Linked DNA regions of Sus scrofa: region 2 is linked to region 1. The links are chromatin contacts, called in public promoter capture Hi-C maps. All regions are on one chromosome and are shown on one strand. The core of a region is the stretch at or near the end of the contact, and the rest is flanking DNA. Distances in the headings are between cores, read along the strand shown.

Evidence for each region. Promoter capture Hi-C pulls out the DNA fragments that hold promoters and counts their contacts.
Region 2: a promoter capture Hi-C map of fetal liver shows a contact between it and region 1, with 4 times the contacts expected there. The contact joins the promoter of GLTP here to the promoter of ACADS in region 1. A contact is called at or near these places in 2 of 5 promoter capture datasets (fetal liver and liver) and 1 of 2 datasets of contacts at active chromatin or transcription factors (alveolar macrophages).

The regions. Positions count from the first base shown.
Region 1 is chr14:40,641,587-40,644,195 of Sscrofa11.1, forward strand. ACADS (acyl-CoA dehydrogenase, C-2 to C-3 short chain) reads left to right here and starts at 1,329. Exons shown (of 10, transcript NM_213898.1): 1 at 1,329-1,378. The coding sequence starts at 1,333.
Region 2 is chr14:41,090,315-41,092,923 of Sscrofa11.1, forward strand. GLTP (glycolipid transfer protein) reads left to right here and starts at 1,319. Exons shown (of 5, transcript XM_021072515.1): 1 at 1,319-1,583. The coding sequence starts at 1,481.

The DNA of each region.
Region 1 (2,609 bases), core at 79-2,578:
GTAGGAGTGAGACCATACCAGGACAGGGAAGCAGCAGTGCCACCCTACCTTCATGCCCTTTGAGGGAAAGAAATCTTCCTCCCAGCAACCCAACTCCCTTGCAACCTCTTGGCACAAGAATAGGCGGGGATTTGATAAGATTTCGGGTGCTACCTACCAGGAATAAATACAATAATGGGATGGAGAGTGTGTGGGAGGAAACACTGGCATCCCGAAGTCAGGGGAGGTCTCAGTGAGTGATGAAGGGAAGGAGCGCTCTAGCTGAGGGAAGGATGACTGCAAAAGGCCAGAGGCAGGAACCTGACAGAGGTGCTGGAGCTGCCCCATGAGTAGGCTCAATAGTACCTGCAGCTGTCCTGCTAAAACTGGGAGGCTACTACATACTGCAGGTAACCACCATTCTTAACCCACTAACAAACTTTATAGCCTACCTTTTTTTTTTTTTTTTTATTGTCTTTTTGCCATTTCTTGGGCCACTCCTGCGGCATATGGAGGTCCCAGGCTAGGGGTCTAATCGGAGCTGTAGCCGCCAGCCTATGCCAGAGCCACAGCAACACAGGATCTGAGCTGCGTCTGCAACCTATACCACAGCTCATGGCAATCCCAGATCCTTAACCCACTGAGCAAGACCAGGGATCGAACCTGCAACCTCATGGTTCCTAGTCGGATTCGTTAATCACTGTGCCACGATGGGAACTCCAGCCTACCATTTTTAATACTCTCCCTTTGAGGCATAATCATAACCAGCTCAACCTGCTTACACCAAACCGACTTGAAATCCCTAGTCGCTTTCTCATCAGTTAAGTCATATAGCACTTGTAATTGCAGCAATCCTAATCCAAACCCCATGAAGCTTTATAGGAGCAACAGCTCTAATAACTGGCCACGGCTTAACATCCTCTATGATATTCTGCCTCGCAAACACTAACTATGAACGCCTACATAGCCGAACCATAATGCTAGCCTGGGGCTTTACAGACATTTTTACTGCGTGAGGTTGGAGCAAGGATAGCAAGTGCGTGGTGGGCGCGGAGTCGGGGAAGTAGAGGGCATAGGCCCCAGAGGGCATCTCACTCAGCTAAACTGGATTTTAGGAGAGATCAGCCCACCCTCGAAGAGTTTAAAAATCCTGAGTGCACTCCGAAAGCGGGACAGTTAAATTTTAGCTCCTGGGAGGGAGGCGGGACTCGGGAGGACCCGCCCCCGATGCCTGAGGGGCGTGGCCTTTGGCTCGCGCCGGCCCCGCCCCCCGCGACCCGGAACCTTGCTCACTGTTGAGAGGTCTCCGGGTAGCAGTGCAGTATTGTCACCTGACTCCGGTCTCAGTCCTTCATGGCTGCCGCGCTGCTCGCCCGAGCCTGCGGCCCTGTCCGCGGAGGTGAGTGCAATCCGCCTCCACACAGTGGGGAGGGACCGCGACCCTGTCCGCCGTCGGGCTTGCGTCCCGGCGATCTGTTCTCCCCTGCGGCCTGCGGGTGATTCTCCTCTGGTTGCGCGCGGCCTTTGCCCCAGTTAGGCTGCTCCTCGCGCCTGCGTAACCTCACCCCTTCTCTGACCGCTATCCCAATTCCCACCGCTGCATCCACATCCCCTTTCCCTCGTTGACCCTCCGCGGAGCTTGAAGGTGCGCCCTTCTTTAGAAGCCAGGCCTGGAATTGAACCCAGACTCTGAATATGTGACCTTTGGCAGACGCTCAGCCCCTGTCAGCCTCAGCTGCCCCATGTCTAAAATGGCCAGTGTATTACTGTTATTCTCATAGGGCTGTTATAAGGATTAAATCCCAGAGTAGGTAAAACACTAGTACAGTGCTGGCATATTACAGGTGCTCAGTAAGTATTAGCGCTCGTTGATGATTTCATGCAGTACCTTTCCCATATTTTCATTTCTCTCCAGCAGTGGCAGCAGTGACACTTGTGGCCAGGGCTTCCTTAGCCTGGTCAAGACCCACTTACCCCAAATACAAACAATAAAGGGAACCCTCATTGAGAGCTGTCTCTGCCAGAGCCTGTGCTGAGTGCTATAGTTAGTGACTCTTTGCCCTCCCAGCCCAGGAGCTGAATGCTGTTTTCTTCTGCATTTTAGAAAAACCCAGGCTCAGTGAGGTTAAGATCCTTGCCTCAGGTCACAGAGCTGTGCTCTTATTATTGGTGTTGTATTGACAACTGAGTCGGATGGTTGTACAAAGTGTTTAGTAAGCAGAGTAAACATTCAGTTCATTTCTCAACAGCAGTGCTATTGATATTTGGAGCCCATAATTCTTTGTTGTAGTATCTGTCCTGTACAGTGTTAAGCAGTGTTTCTGGCCTCTAGACACTCCATACCAATAGCATTCTACTCTGCTATTGGGGGAGAATATCGTCTGTGTTGGAGAACCACCCAGTTAGTGGATCCTTATTATTATTTGTGTTTTTAGAGCCACACTTGTGGCACATGGAAGTTCCCAGGCTAGGAGTCAAATTGGAGCTGCAGCTGCTGGCCACAGCCACAGCCACAGCAACGGGGGATCTGAGCCTTCTCTGCGACCTACACCTCAGCTCATGGCAACACCGGAACCTTAACCCACTGAGTGAGGCCAGGGATCGAACCCGGATTCTCATGGACACTAGTC
Region 2 (2,609 bases), core at 69-2,568, 450 kb after region 1:
TTTCTGATACTGGTGCTTTCTCATAGCCCTTAGGATAAAATGCAAACTCTATACCCTCCTCCATACCCAACAAACCCTTGCCACCTCTCTGAGCTCATTTCCTATCCCTCCACTACTCTGCCTCTTCCACTCACTCCACTCCACTCCCATCCTCTTCCTGGTTCCCCCGGTTGCTTGCACATGTGCCAGCCACTTTGGCTATTTCCTACTTCTCCTTCTGGTCTTGGATCAAATGTCACCACTTCATAGATACTTATTGCCCCTAACTCCCTACATCCTATCCCAGCCATGCCCTCTGTCATCCCGTCACTCTATCCTGTTTTATTTTCTTCATTTATACTTATCAGTATCCAATATTGTCTTATTTATTTATATTTCTTAGTACTGTATCATGTTGTATAGTATTGTATTGTGCTGTGTTGTCTCCTTGACTAGAATGTCAACCCCATAGGAAGAGGGATTTCTCTGTACTGTTCATCACTTTATCCTCAATGCCTAGTACAGTGCATGGCATATAGTTAGGGCATGATGAACTATTTATTCTGGAATGACTTAGAAGCTCTCAACAACTGCATGCTAGATATTTGGAACAGGTAGGCATTGGCTTTTAGGACACAAGCCCCTAGGTGGGTTGTAGCAGAAGTGGACAAGCATGTACTATGGGCTATTGGGGTGAGGTCTGGTTTGGGGAAACAAGAGCAGGTTAGGTGGCGATTGAGTTGGACTGTAAACTGGCCTGAGGCTAATGGGTAATATCAGACTGTTGAAGTAACACTGGTTCCCAGATTTCAGGAAACAGGAGTCCTAGTTAGGCATGGGCTGAGTTAAATTGTGACTTGAGCAGTGTCCAATAGGTATAAGATCTCTGAAGAAGAATCAAGCGTCCTCACTGGTTGTAGCTAAATAGAAAACTGTAAACAGAACAGTGTCCAAAAAGTCACTTGGGGCTGTTGGAGAATAGGTTCTGTTTGAGGGGAAACAGATGTCCTGAGGGACACTAGGCTGACTGGACTGTAACCTGGGCGGGTGGATGAGATATGACCTGGGCAGGTCCACGTCCTCATCAGGCGAGGACCTGGCCTGAGCCAGCCCGTCTGGGGACGGCAGGAAACACAGCTGGGAACAGGCCACCAAGGAGCGGCTCACCTGGGCGTACCTGGACCCAAGAGTCCGCGCGCTTCCGCGCCAGGAGAGCTGGCCCCGCCCCCCAACCAATGGCGGCGCAGAGGTCCGCGGAGGCGGGCTCTGATTGGGCCAGAGGGGTTGGTGTGGCGCGCCGGACAGCTAAGGCGCTCGGCCTGCGGGAGGCGCTGAGCGCTCGGCTACGCGGGGCGCGGCGCGGGCGGAAGTGGCGACGCTGGCGTCCCCTGGGCCTGCGGCTGGCGGCAGTGACGGCCCCGGCGCTGACGGCGGCGGCCCGGGGGGCGGCGTGGACGCCCGCGGCGCCGGCTGGGGCATCACCGCGGGCCTCGACCCCGAAATGGCGCTGCTGGCGGAACACCTGCTGAAGCCTCTGCCCGCTGACAAGCAGATCGAGACCGGGCCCTTCCTCGAGGCGGTGTCTCACCTGCCTCCCTTCTTTGGTGAGCGAGGGTGAAAGGGGGAGCTGGCCGGCAGTCCTGTCCCAGAGCGCTCCCAGGCGCCTGCATCCTCCCGAGCATTGCCAAACCATCCCTTTCCTGGACACCCCAACTCCTACTTCCCCAGGCGTCCGAGATCCCTTTTTCCTTCAGGCACCCCAGATCTCCCCTGTTCCAGACCGCTTCCAAATGCTCTCTCCCCGGAACGTATCACATCCTTCATTTTTTCTCAGACATCTCCAAACCCTCTGTCTCCCCAGACATCTCACATTCCAACATATCCTTCAGACCGCGGCAGTTTTTCAGTCCCTGTGCACCCCAATCGTCCATCTCCCCACAAACACCCCTTACTCTTCTAAATCCCCAATTCTCCATCTCCCCCCTTCCCCCCAAGTCCTTCATTCATCACCCCATCATCCCCTTCTTCTCTCAAATAGCTCCCCTTAAAACGAATCCCCTCACTTAATAAACCCCACTTTTTTGTGTCTCCCAGCCTCTTCCTCATGGAACCTTCCTTGAGAACCCTTCTTTCCTCAGAATTCCCTCATTCCAGATCAGAGACACCCACCCCTACCCCCACTCCAAGGGCAGGAAGCCTGTCAAGATGAGGAGAGGGCTTTTGAAGATGGATTTGCAAAACTCTGGAGCCCTTTCCTGGGGAGAATCACCTAAAGTTTTCCCTCTGCTTGGAATAGGGGGTCTGAACCAGGGGGGGCTGCTCTGTGTGGTGACATCAGACACTGGATGCCTGGCATGGACTCTAAAAGAAAAAGACCCCTCCCCCATGTGTCCTGCCCTGGGAGGTCATAGGAGCCCTGGAGGCGGCACTAAGTTGGTTGCAGACCCTCCTTTCTCCTGTCCCTCAGCCCAGCCCATGCCCAGGACGGAAAATGGGAAATAGAAGACAGTACCATCTACCCCTGCCCTTTGCCTTTCTGGTCCTGAGTAAAGGGTGCAACCTGAGCTCAGCTTTCTTGTCTTCCATGTGGGCTTGCCCAGTGCCCCGCCCTGCTGGTTCACTTGGTGGCC